Regions from separate parts of the Urocitellus parryii genome. Here region 1 is linked to region 2. Evidence: chromatin contacts called from public Hi-C data. All regions are on one chromosome and are shown on one strand. The core of a region is the stretch at or near the end of the contact, and the rest is flanking DNA. Distances in the headings are between cores, read along the strand shown. Region 1 holds the start of Smc3 (structural maintenance of chromosomes 3). Region 2 holds the start of Smndc1 (survival motor neuron domain containing 1).

The links. A called contact is a pair of places that touch in the nucleus more often than the background predicts.
Region 1: a Hi-C map of muscle shows a contact between it and region 2, with 4 times the contacts expected there. The contact joins the promoter of Smc3 here to the promoter of Smndc1 in region 2. A contact is called at or near these places in 2 of 2 Hi-C or Micro-C datasets (liver and muscle).

The regions. Positions count from the first base shown.
Region 1 is chr5:193,006,008-193,013,121 of mUroPar1.hap1, forward strand. It overlaps Smc3 (structural maintenance of chromosomes 3), which reads left to right and starts at 4,447. Exons shown (of 29, transcript XM_026389201.2): 1 at 4,447-4,578; 2 at 5,598-5,673. The coding sequence starts at 4,564.
Region 2 is chr5:192,793,740-192,801,024 of mUroPar1.hap1, forward strand. Smndc1 (survival motor neuron domain containing 1) reads right to left here and starts at 3,512. Exons shown (of 6, transcript XM_026389091.2): 1 at 3,320-3,512; 2 at 2,051-2,170. The coding sequence starts at 2,170.

The sequences.
Region 1 (7,114 bases), core at 3,197-5,696, 210 kb after region 2:
TCAAAACCACAGTGATATACCATCTTACACCATTAAGATGACAAAAAATAAATAGCACAATAGCAAGTTTTGGCGAGGATGTGGAGAATTGAAATCCTCATCACTCAATAATCATAGTGTAAATATAAAATTATGCAACTCATTTGGATAACAGTTTGACAATTCCTCAAAAAGCTAAATGTAGAATTACAATAACATTGTAATCCCACACCAAGGTGTATGATAAAGAAAAGTGGAAATATATGTCCACATAAAAATTGTACAAGGGTGTTCATAACACTTTATCTATACTAGCTCCCAAATAGCAATAACTCAAGTGCCCATCAACCAATGAATGGATTAGAAAATCTGTAATGGCCACACAATGAAGTTTTGTTCAGCAATAAAAGAACACTAATACATGCTATGATACAAATAAACCTATAAAATGTCATACCAAGTGAAAGAACTAAGACAAAACTGGCCACATATTGTAAGTTTCCATTTATATGGAATATGAAGACATGGGGACATGGCACAAAAGGTGTATTCAGGAAATTATCTTTCCAAGACCAAGTTTTTCCAAGACCATGTTTGTAATTTTCCCCAGTACTGGGGATGGAATCTAGCATTGCTCTACCTCTGAGCTACATCTCTCAGCTCTTTTTATTTTTAATTTTGAGACAAGATTTCCTGAAGTTGCCCAGGCTGGCCTTGAATTTGTGATCCTGAATATCTGGGATTAGAGAGATCAGTCACCATGCCCATTTGCAATGCAAAATTCTTAAGTGAATAGTTTTGATAAATACATAAACCTTGGAACTCAAATTCCTATAATGGTGGGCTGGGGTTGTAGCTAAGTGGTAGAGGGCTTGCCTAGGACATGTGAGGCCCTGGGTTGAATTCTCAGCACTGCATATAAATAAATAAAAAAATAAAGGTCCAACAACAACTAAAAAAAAATAAAAAATAAAAAACCTGTAATGATACAGAACATTATTATCACCCCTAGAAAATTCCCTTATATTCCTTCCCAGTTCCCTGTTAGCCTCCCTGCAATGATCACTTTTCCGATTTTTTTGTCACATATTTTATTCTAAATCCTTCTATAAACAGATACAGAATGTATACATTTGGATAAGACTTCTTACATAATATTAATATAACATTCTAGAGATTTACCCATGTTATTGCATGTATCTGTAGTTTCTTTTTCTTCTTCATGTACAGCTAGCTATATATAGCTTCATGTATAGCTAAATCATAATATATACATAGTCTATATTCTGATTACAAAATGTTACAAATGATTTTTCATTTCCTGCACTCTTTTTATCTTTTATCACTTGGTATTCTCCTACAATATGTCAATAGCTGGCATAAATGAGCCAGGCCCTTTGATAAATACTTGGCTTCTGTGTACTTTTCGTTCCTAAGTATTTACTACTTTCTGCAAACTAATTACTGAGGAAAAGGCAGGAACAAAATAAAGTCCCTTCCTTTTGGATTTGTTAGGTAGTTGTCACCAAGGAGCAGTGGAATGTGAACTAATAACATAAGCAGGGTCATGGGGTTTCTATAAATTGTCTTTAAAACTACAGAATAATCAAGTAACTTGTAGGAAAACAGCAGGTATTCTGACTCTGAGAATAAACAGATGGAAATAAAGAGAACAAATTAAGAAATATGTCAAGAAGGAAAGATTGATGGGACTAACTCCTGACAGGGTCCACAGATCATTGTAAAGTTAGGATTTATAGCCATAGGCTTCTCAATATAAATCAGAAGGGCAATTTCTTTAGTAGTCCAGGCACACTAAGAGAAAGTTTGCCTGGTCATTGATCCCCAAAATCTGCATTAACAAAGGTCTGACTTGTAGAGGAAGTTTCCCTGAATGGGATGACAGCCATGACAGTACCAGAATGGGCAAATAGGGTCAAAAACTCTCCAGCCCAACATGGAGGACATAAGTTTCTTTTGTAGTTCTCTGCTTGGAGAATAAGTCACTCCTTCTCTTTTCGGAATGTTCTTTGCTTGAGCCTCATTTTCACTTATAATAAAAATTTCTGGCTTGGTTTGCCACCTCTGACTAAAGTTTTTTTCCTCAAGTCACAAGAACAAAGCCCAGGAGTTCTGGCTCTTCATTTGCCTGTGACAGATTTATATTCTCATCCAGAGGAAACAATAAATACATAAATACAAATAAGATAACAGCATTAAGTTCTCAAAATCATCTTTGATATCTTACATTTCACCTACCTTCTTTTCTGCCTTTATAAATGTTGCGACGGGCAAAAGGTGTGACTTATGCAGTCCAGGGGGAGAAATAAAGAATGTCCACATGCTTCTGCCCTTTTCAATGCTTTAGTCACTCAAATCACTCAATACAATTTCAATCTATAGGTTCTTAATCAAGAAAACGACAATCCTTAATGCTTGGCACTGCAATAGACATAATCAATTCACAGCAAAGAATTCTAAATTAATTAATTCTAAACACTGCAAACACACTTAATCATGATAGGCTAATGACAGACATTCCCTCTGTGTGCTAAGTTCAAGTGTCAGATCAAAAGTCTCAAGCCTTAGGCTTTAAGTACAGCAGATGCACACTCACTCAGACCATAAGGATCAGGTCAAGGAACCAATGCAGGCTTCTCCAGGGGTGGTCAGCTCCACCTGCTGAGGAGGCTGTTCTAGGGAGAAGTTGCTGTTCTCACCAGGGCCAAGATGTGGCTGTAGAGTTTGAGAGAGGTGAGAAAATGCAGAGGTTCAAGCAGAGAAGAAGAGTTGGGATGTCAGTCCAGGTCCTCATCAGGCTCTCCAGCTTGTGTGCATCAGTATTGGCTGGCTGAATGTTCATTTGCTCTATTATTTATACTAACTCTAGGGGCTTTTGACCCCCCTTTCAGTCCTTATCAGCTACCACCAGATTTCTCAGTAACATCATTTACCCTGGAGTTAAAACATCTGGTCTGGTGGTCCCCATCCCAATCTTTTCACCTTTCCCTCTTAGCAGGCAAGGACAGCCTGCCAGAGGCTTCACACTGAATTTATCAGGGTGGGGGGAATTGACTTGTTTGTGTCTGAGAACCATACTGGAGGGCTCCATTAGTGTGCCTGGTGATGGAGTTGTTTAGGATCAGGCCTAAGGCCATCCTCACATATCCTCATTTTGAAGACTAGGAATTGGAGGCTTAAAACTTTAAATAACATGTCAAAAATCCCACAAACTGACAGGATTAAAAGACAAAATAAAATGTTTACACAGGATGTTTTATTTTGGAACTTTTTTTTTTTTTTTTTTTTGCCAAGGGCTGGAAAGGATTTGATTTGAGCTTCAAATAAAGGTTACTAGCGGAGATACTAACAGAGGTGGAAGCTAATAATAGCTCAATCTAGAAATAAAAGTGGGCCAGAACTGCCTCAAGCAACTGAATGGGTGGTCAAGACCAACTTGGTTAGTTTTCACAACAGGGTAGGTTTTTTCCTTTTCCTTCTCTTTCCAGCATGTTATTTTAGGGCTGTCCAGAAATCCAATTTCTAAACAAGTAATTAGTTTTTCTATCAAGACTTAAGATCTTCACTAGTACCTATTCTCTTTTAGGCTGTTAAAAATAAAAACAAGAGCTGAGGCTGTAGCTCAGTAGTAGAGTGCCCACCTCGCACTCGTGAGGCGCTGGGTTCCATCTTTAGCACCATATAAAAATAAATAAAGCTATTGTGTCCATCTACAACTAAAACATTAAAAACAAAACAAAAACCCCAGCGTTTAACCTAAATCTTTCTGTTGTCACTGTACTGGTCCTTTCTAGATTTATAGTACAAGGCAAGGCAGCAACAATTCCCTGGGTATTAATTATCACATTTACTGAAACAAAATTTGCTAGCACTGGCCAGTCCTTTAGGGGCTGTCCTGCGAGGGGGCCTTTCTGGGGGAGTCTGGGGACCATGGGCGTTTCTAGAGCCAGAAAGAATAATGGAACTGCAGAAATTCCACACACAGAACAGCATATATTCCGCACTCAGAACTCCAGCATTCACCTACATTCATAAGGTTGGAGAACTGGCTTGGGCTTCAAGGGTCCGCTTTTTTAAACAAACCGGGACCACGTGACCTCCAATGCGCTTTGCTATTGGCCCTCGGAGTCTCACACTTGGCTTTGGCGCCGAACCCTTACCCTCTCGGGGACGCGACCATTGGCTACACAAAAGGAGAGAATATAGCCAACCTCCGATCAAGACTTCTTGGAATGAAACTTCCAACGGAGTTACAGGAAATATTCAGATTCGAATTTCAAAATTCAATGGTAGTCACCTAAGAGGGTGGTATAATACTGTGATTTTTCCAAAAAGAGAGAGCGGGCCTGAAACTGACTCCCCCTATACTCGGTGGGATTCTGAGAGTGGTTCCGTCCCAGGCGCGGGCACCGCCTCCAAGGGCGCCGCCATTTTGTTTGGCTGGAGGGGAGCGAGCGGCGCTTTGGGGGAGGGGTCTCGGAGGCTCCTCACCTGACTGACCCAGCAGTCTCCGGTTGCTGCTCTGGTGGGGGGAGACCCTCTCCCGGGTAGGGGCGCGGAGCCATGTACATAAAGCAGGTAAGGCCTGCGAGACCCTCCCACCCTCCCACGGGCGGGTGAGGACCACTCCTTGAGGCGGGGGTGTCGCCGATGGCCCCGCGGCCTCTTCTCTCTCCCTCTGAGGTGTACCAGAGCGAGTGGAGGAGGAAGGGACCCCATCTCCGCCGAGAAATGGGGCGCCTCTCTTCAGCCCGGGCCTCCCCGCGGGGTGCTCATCTGGGAGGCAGGATCTCCAAGAGGTGTGGAGGGGGCGGCCGGCGCGCAGCTGGAAGGGGCCGGGCCTTTCCGGGCGGCGCTGGGCCGCGGCGGAGGCGGCGGGCGCCAGAGGCTGTGCTGCCGGGGATGGCCGGGCACCGGCCGTTTGCGGGAGGTGTGTGGCTAGGTGGCCTCCCGGGCCGCCCCTTGAGGCGCCGGCTGGAGTGCCAGCTGTGATCAGGGGGTTTTCCCGGCAGGATTTATGAGCAGTGAAAGGGATCCTCCTCCCCGGATCCTCCCCCGAGCGCCTCTTCATTCACTTGTTTACTTCTGTCAAAATGTTCTTCCCGCGCGCGCGTCAGTCCACTGCAAAGATGAGCCCCTGCACGCAGTTTTGGGGACGTGTTTCTATTGGATACGCCTCACTCCAAGCACTCCTCCTTGGAACGCTGACCCCTTTGGGCTGGCGATTGTGTCTCGAAGGAGCTCTCCCTGGTCGCGGAGAGCTGGGACCTGCCGGCCGTGGATGGACTTTTACTGTTGCGCTACGGTGTTCAGTGTTCCCATTAACTTTGTACGGTGCACTTGATTTTGAGAGTTTCTTAACAGGTTACTGACTATAACTACTAAAAAATCAACACTGAGTTGGCGGAGCTCACTGACCTAAGGACGGTGTTTAGCCGATTTTTAATTTCCACGTTCCAAAATTTTTTTTCTTACGTGAATTTGAAAGTTTTCTATCTTGCATTAAATGAAAAACAAGAAGGGAAAGAAATGTAAAAGAAAGGTGGTGATTTAGAAGTTCTTTTTGTGTGTTCTCAAAAGTATCTCTTATTTACTAGGTGATTATCCAGGGTTTTCGAAGTTACAGAGATCAAACAATTGTAGATCCCTTCAGTTCAAAACATAATGTTATTGGTAAGTGCTCCTCATTTACTAGATCAGGTTATAGAGATGTATGTATGTGTTGTTCATCTGTTGTCTTTGAATGTTAAACCAATTTTGTATGTCTGTTTCTCTTGAAATTATTTTTGAGTGGGTATCAAGGGATTGAACCCAGGGTGCTTTATCACTGAACCACATCCTCACCCGTTTTTATTATTGAAACAGGGTCTTAATAAATTGCTAGGGCTTTGCTAAATTGTTGAGGCTGACCTTGACTTGTGATTCTCCTGTCTCAGCCTACTGAACCTCTAGGATAACAGGCCTATGCCATCTTGCAGGCTACTTTTGTCTTTTGTTCATACTGATGAATTACTTGTTTTATAAATTTAAAAGTATTTGGATAAGTCAGTTGTAAGTTACTCATTTGGAAGACTGGAGATGTAGCTCAGTGGTAGAGTGCTTGCCTATTGTGTATATGTGAGGCCCTGGGTTTGATCCCCCAGCATTACAAAAAAGTACTCATTTTTACTTGATACTCTTAGTATGTGTGAGATAGTGTTCTAATAGCTTTAAGTTTATAGTGAAGGACACTTAACTTAGCATTTGATTTGTATTCTTGATTTATCACCTCTTAGTTTAAGTGCTCACTATTGCTTTGTTTTAAAGGTGTTGATTATTTATTTTTTTCATTATCAGTGCTTAAGACCACGTAGCTTGTGCGGAAGAGCAGCATAAATTTTGGAGTGTTAATAGAATGTGGTTCATATCTCAGTTCTGGCACATAACTCTTTTTCAAACTAGTTATTTGAGAAGTTTTAGTTTTCTCATTTATAAAGTGAATATACCTGTCTCACAGGGCTATTGGTAAAATGAAATGTGAGGATAAAAGAAAAATGGTGGTTGCCATAACAATATTTAATTGTAGATTCTTCAGATTATAATGTTCAGATTGCTATTACAATCTAATAGCTTTAAGTTTCTGGCATTCTGGCATTCTGCTGGATTGTTTAAACAAAAGATTAAATGAGTACTTTTGGACTCTTGAAAAATCAGACTGCTATGCTGTTGACACAGTTCTGCAGTATAGTGTTCTCATTACTAGGTATATTAGTTTGCTAGGGCAGCAAAATAGAGCGGAGGTTTAAATAACAGATTTACTTTCTTACAGTTCTATAGGTTAGAAGTTGGTGATTGTGATTAGATTCTAGTGATGATTCCCTCCTGGCTTGTAGACTGACATTTTTCTGTGTGCTTCCATGGCCCCCACCCTCATGACTTCATCTAACTCTTATCTTGAAAAGGCCTCCATCTCTAAATGCCATCTTATTGGGGTTTAAGGTGTCAACATGAATTTTAGTTGCACACAACTCAGTTTATAGTGCAAGCGAGGCTTATAAAAATCAGTAAAATGGAAATATTGAATACCAGTATTCATAGAAGACTCCCTTAAGACAATCATACTTTACTTTTTTAT
Region 2 (7,285 bases), core at 2,262-4,761:
ATCAAGACTGGTTAGTTAAAACATTCCAATTTATCACTATCTGAAGGATTAGCACTTAAACTTCTAAATCTGTGCCATTCCATATGTAGTCATTAATTGAGTAAAATTAAAAATTCAGCCCCTCAATTACCCTAGCTGTATTTCAAATATTTAATAGCCATATGTGTCCAGTGGCTATGGTACTGAATATCAAACACAGAATATTTCCACGATCACAGAAAGGTCTACTGGACAGTGCTGTTCTAAATAGTTACACAATATTTTTATTGTCTTTTTGTTTTTGAGAAAGGGCCTTTCAATGTTTCCCAGAATGCCCTCGAACTACTGGGCTCAAGTGATTCTCCTGCTTCAGCTTTCCGAGTAGATCAAACTACAGGCCTATAGCACCACCAGGTCAGCATAAAAAGAGGATATTTTATAGAAAAACAATTCCCAAGTCATTAACCGAACCCTAGATAAGTCTTTTATGTACTCACTACAATGTCTACTATAGTGGTTTCTCCCTACAGTATCTACTGCTATAAACTGTGTCATATTAAGACATTTGTGCCCAGAGCCTAAAAGATAATTTACTCTAGAAATATTAAAAAGACCTGATAATAATCCTGTTTTAAACTCCATTCCCAATTTCCCTTCCACCAGTTCCACATCTTTCCTCCCATTGCCCAGGAAGCAGGGTACAATACAACATTGCACACAATGTTTTCTTTTCTTCAAAGAAAAAAGGACTGCTTTTAAGTTGGTAAAGTAGACTGAGCATCTCTTTGAGGCAAGAAAAAAAAAAAAAAACAATACTTGAAGTCGAAAAGAGGTCAGTTTGCTTTTGTTATATCTGCAATGCATACTCACAGAACACGTGAGTAATTCACTGAATGGACAGGAGCAAACCACCAGGTTATTTTTACATAAGGGCCTTGGAGTAGGCCCTACAATCCACACGCCTGGCTTCTATGAAGGATTCTGTTTGAACTGAAATTATTCCAGATATTTTCTATATTTTTTAAAACAACATACACTTGCAAGTTTATCCTAAATCTAGAACTGAATTTGAAAATATTCATTCATTTTATGCCTGGATAACCTCTTTCAGAATCTAAAACATAGACCCCAATTCAGAAAAGTTTCACTCATTTTCAGTTATAAAATCCCTAAAATTTAAGATTTAGTGGGTAACAGGATGATAAAGGGACAGATTAATTAGACAGGATATAGAACCAGTATAGAGATCATCTAATCAAAACCCCCTGAAAACTTTAAAAAATCAGGTTCAGAATTTTAAGGAAGTTCTTAAGATGAAAAGTTATAATACTAGTATTTACAAATTACATATGGTACTTTTCTTAACCTGGTGTCTGAGAAACAACAAGTATTTACTATCATGCTTTTATGTTTGTCTTGAAACCCACTGCAGGTTTAAAAATGTTATACTTACTTAACTATCCCATAATAAATTAAGAACTCAACTTGACAAAGGTCAAAACTACACTATAAAACCTAGTCTTAAGTTCAAACACCTAACTAACATTAATACCAAAAACATGTATCTCTTTGGGATATCTTAATGATGTGTTTTTAATATAAGGTGTAATCCACTAGCAATGAAATAAAAAGTTATTAAATGTTTCACTCTCAATATTATATCACTAAAAAAAATTTTAATCTGATTATATTTTCTTTTTTTTTAATCTTAAGTTACCTTTTGAACTCAATTTCTTTGCCAAAACTTGAAAAATAAAAGCAAATTCCTTTGTAAAGTTTCTTCTGTTGAAAGTCTGACACTTTCAAAATCAACTAATTTTTAAGAAATCCTATGAGCACACAAGATTTACCTAATTAAAAACAATGTTTATTCTTTTTGATGCATATAAATTGAGGAAGTAACCATATTTCTCTACAAGCCTCAGTGCCTACACATATGTGTACACACATAGGAGGGGAACCTGCTCCAAGGGTATTTTGAGTACCTATGGATTCTAAAAAAATAGATCAATTGAAAGCCACAGAAATTTCTTTCAAGCAATGTTAACTACAATTGTTAACTCGTACTTACTTGTAAATCTTTCTTCAATTTTAGCAAATCTTCATTTTCTCCATTTCCAGATAATGCAGCTTCTACTTGCTGGAGTTGAGCTTTGTAGCTTGCCAGCTGTTTTGCTAGATCCTCTGACATCTGGGGAAAATAAAGAGGTTAAGACCATGAAACCTAAGTCAAATATCAAAGCACAAAAAATATTTCCTTAAACTGCCTGAATCAGCCAGTTTTAATCCAAAGTACTCCTGCAGCTTATATTTATCACCATTATTTTTACTCTTACTTTAGACTTGAGCTAAATCACAAACTTCAAGGTAACATATTCTGAAGATTGCAGAACATGTCAGTTCAATTCCATTTAAAAAGGTTGAAAAAGCATGGGATAAGAAGAAAAACTTCTTTATTTTTCTTAACTCTTATTATAGGAAAGCACTGTGACCAGCTCAATAATTAAGGTTATTATCATATCCTTAAGCATGAAAGAATACATCCACGGCGAAATAAAACTGATTCCCAGTTATCTACACAAATAACTCTCTTTACTTGAACAAATCAATTAAGCATGTATGTAGAAGTTCTTCTCCAGAATAAAAATCTTTCACTCAGTCAACTTAAATATGCAGTTGTCGATTCATTTTCTTAAGTAGCAACACAAATATTCCGCTGGGCTGAGGATGTAGCTCAGCGCTAGAGCATGCACAAGGCCCTAGGTTCGATCCCCAGCGCCTCAAAACAAAAACAAAAATACTCTCGCATGTAGGCATTCCCAGAAACGTTGCCATTTGCCAAACGTAGCTCGCACATTCTCCAGCAAACAAGATATGAATGAACCCTTCCTTGATGATTTGTAAGCAATCGTATGGGGCTTTCTTAAATTCCCGTCCAGCGAAAGCCTGGAATCTGAAAAGGCCCTAAAGGGTTAAAGCAAGCCAGGCAGCTCAGGTGCCAGTCACCCAACACCTTTAAGCCCGCCACAACTTTGTCGATTGTTTCAGGCCTGGAAACCTAAACATCGGCCGTCCGAGGCTTTGCAGAACCGCGCGGGCGTCCCTACCCCAGCCGACGGCCGCCCCAGTCTGGCCGTGTTCGCCCTTTTAAAAAGAGGCCCCAGCGCAGGCCGGGGCCGCTCACGATCAACTCTGGGTGGGAGAGGAGCTGGGGCTCCTACCCGACAGCCCACGCCCAGACCTCTCCTGTGAGGTTGGCTCCTCGGTCTTGGGCCTCTGCTCCAACTCTGGGGGGACCAAGGCCCGGCGAGGCCTGACGCTCCCTCACAGGATTTGTTACCTTGTGTGGGGTTGGGGATGGGGCGGCGGGAAGGGGTCGGGGAAATGAGCCCAGTGGCGGCGGTGGCGGCAGAGGCTGTAGCAGTAGGAAAAAAATCTTCGCGACGACAACAGGGCAACCCGGTCTCTAAAGGAAGAACTCCGTCGGTGGCGAGGGGGAGGGGAAGGAAAACCGGGCGCTGGAAGGAGGAAAAGACAAGGCAAACAAAGTCTCGCGAGATATGAAAAAACATCGCGAGATGTCACTCGACTCACAGGGTTCCTGGCGCCCTCTAGACGGTCAAGCTTGCTCTCGCTAGGGAGGTGAAGTAGGCGGGGCTTAATAGGAAGGAAATGGCGTAACCGGGCTGCGCCGGACGCAGTGTATAGGGTCTTCATTCCTAAGTTCCGGCTTTGAGTGGGTAGTCATTAGATTTTCATCGTGAAGCGTGTCCTGTTAGGCTCTTTCTGACTGCCTTCTTAAGCTAGCTATGGTGGAATTTAATGCAGCTTTTATACTAGTGGTTAGTTTTCAGAGTGTAGTCCCTGAGTCCGCAGCATCAGCATCACCTGGGACTTTAGTGGAAATGCAAATTTTTAAGTCTCGGGCGGGACTTAAAAATTTGCCATCAGATTATATAACTATTTTCTTTCACATTTAAAGAAAACTGAAGGACTACTAAATAAAATAGAAGTATAGCTGCTGCCTTAGGAAAAACTCCACCCACCATAGGTCAAAGAGAAAACAATAAACAAAATGTGTTGGTCAAATGAGATACTGCATTATTTCACTTTTATTGTATCCTACCTGATTAAAAGTAGCCTCAGATTTTCCTGGATTTTTCCTATTTCCACAAATGCCTAAGATGTATTAGAAATGTGCACAGTATTAACACTTGCTTATATATTTTTTGCTTTCTTTAGTCATAAAAGGTTTCAAATGTTTGCATGGAAATATGCTACTGGGTGAACTATTTGCGTTTTGTGTTTGAGTGTTTTAGGGTACATGGCATTTAATACATATATTCTGGGATGATACTTAGATGGCATCATACTTTAAAGGCTTAGATATTGGTAAGTGCAGATGATTAGATATTCATAGGTCGTAGCAATCCACTTAAATTTGCTTTGCCTTGCTGGTCTTAGGATGTACATTTCCAGCCATTTTGTTTTTTTCTCTATCACTAAATAACAGAAAACAGTCACAAAGGAATAGAAAACATGCCACTAAAAATAGAAAAGGATTTCATCAGTTTGAAAAAGATGATAATCTAAAGCTTTACAAGGATCAGAAATCACTGTTATTCAAAGTTCTTTAGACCTATTCAGAAGTGTTGTTTAGTGTTGTTTAACAGCACATGTTCAGTATCCCTTTTTTGAAATACTTGAGGCCAGAAGCATTTTAGATTTGAAATATTTCCTTGTATATAATGAGGTATTTTAGGGACGGAATGCAAGTTTAAGCATAAAACTTATTTCTATTTAATATATACCTTTACACATAACATGAAGATAATTTTATACAGTATTTTTAGTGCACCTGCATTTTTGACTATGACCTATCACACTAGGTCAGTTGTGGAATTTTCTACTTGCGATGTCTTTTTGGCACTCAAAAGGTTTCAGATTTGGGAGCATTTTGGATTTGGGATTTTCAAACTAAGGGTACTCAACTTACAAGTATACCTTTCTTGTGGTATATATTCTGGGCATAAAAAGAACCCAAACAAGCAAAAACCCTCAAATATCACAGATTTGATACTAGTCGTACCAATGGTAGTACAATTTTGATACTCATTTCTGCTATGGATTAAAACAAATAATAAATTTACTCTCAAATTGTTTGGCAAAAAACTGCATAAAATTTTACAAAATGTGTGTATGAGTATATATACTTATATAGAGAGACAGAAAAACATGGCAAAACGTTAGCAGTCACTGAGTCTAGGTGGAGGGTATGTTAAGTGTGCACTGTACAAGTCTTTCAGCTTTTCTGTATGTTTGATATTTTTCAAAATAAAAAGATGAGGAGAAGTATTCATAGCCTGATTAGAACACCTTTTAGAATGGTTTGGGGAAGGGGTGTGTTTGGGAATGGTGGGGAAGTGCAGGAGGAAACTCTTGGAATTAGAATAGCTTAGAAAGATCAGAAGTAATATGGGAGATTACAAATACATATGTGGTTATCAGAAACAAAAGTAGAAAGGTGAATGGGTCAAGGCTTAATGGGAATGATGGGAGCAGTGGAGGCCAAAGAAGCCGTCACCAGCAGGTCTTCGAAGGCTAGGAAAGAAAGTGTAATTAAAATGTGAAATAATTATTTTGAATTCTCTACATACAAGAGGGTCCAGTAGGCCTTGCCCTCTGATGTATGGGGATAGGAGCAGTTTACATTTTTTGGCCTTGTTTGGTTTTCTTAGAGGACAGCTCTAGCAGCAGTCCTTCAGGGTTGGCTTTTAAACTTGGAGTTAATTGGACTCATCTGTATCATGGGCTCTGAAAACACCTTTTTGTGTGTGTGATTATTTTTCTTTATTAGGGTGAATAACATGCACAGATGGGCTTCAAAACTGAGTAAGCAAACTTATTGCCTCCTCTTACTCCATGTACTATGGCATAATGTTAATCAATAAATGATGATTGCAAATGAAATCCATATGTAATTTGCATGTATAGGAAACATTAGAAAGGTTTGAGTACTTTTAAGCTTAGGCATGTGTGTCTTGGAAGTCCTCTTAAACTTCCACTGAAGACATAGAATCTTTTAATCCTGAATAATGTCATGCTTAAATTCATCACTGGATTTCCACAGTACTTATACTACAGATGTAGGAAAGTCTTGGACCCAATTATTGAATATATTAAATCATTATTTTTTAAAATTTTAATTTGTTCTAAATAGTCATACAGGACAGCAGAATGCATTTTGACATATTATATATAAATGGAGAGTAAGTTCTCATTCTGATTGTACACGATGTAGAATTAAACCAGTTGTGTAATCATATATGCACATAGGGTCATAATGCCTGATTCATTCTACTATCCTTCCTACCCCCATATACCCTTCACTCACCTTTATCTAATCCAAAGTACCTCTATTCTTACTTAGCCCCCCTCCTTATTGTGAATTAGCATCCATATATCAGAGAAAACATTTGACCTTCGGTTCTTTGGGATTGGCTTATTTGGCTTAGCATGATATTTTCCAGCTCCGTCCATTTACTGGCAAGTGCCCTCATTTCATTCTTCTTTAAAGCTGAGTAACATTCCATTGTGTATGTATACCATATTGTCTTTATCCATTCATCTGTTGAAGGGCACCTAGGTTGGGACCATAGTTTAGTTATTGTGAATTGAGCTGCCATAAACATTGTTGTGGCTGTGTCACTGTAGTATGCTGATTTTAAGTCCTTTGGGTAGAAACTGAGCAGTGGGATAGCTGGGTCAAATGTTGGTTCCATTCCAAGTTTTCTGAGGAATCTTCATACTGCTTTCAAGATGGTTGCACCAGTTTGCAGTCCCATCAGCAATGTATGAGTGTTCTTTCCCCCACATCCTCACCAATGTTTATCGTTGCTTGTATTCTTGATTATTGTTATTCTGACTGGAGTGAAAAGAAATCTCAGTGTAGTCTTAATTTGTATTTCTCTAATTGCTAGAGAGGTTGAACATTTTTTTTCATATATTTGTTGATCAATTGTATTTCTTCTTCTGTGAAGTGTCTGTTTAGTTCCTTAACCCATTCATTGATTGTTTTTTTTTTTATTTTGGTGTTAAGTTTTTTGAGTTCTTTAAATATGCTGGAGTTTAATGCTCTGTGGTAAAGATTTCCTCCCATTTTATAGTCTCTCTCTTCACATCATTGATTGTTTCCTTTGCTGAGAAGTTCTTTAGTTTTAACACATCCCATTTATTGATTCTTGATTTTACTTCTTGCACTTTAGGAGTCTTGTTAAGGAAGTCAGTTCCTAAGCCAACATGGTGA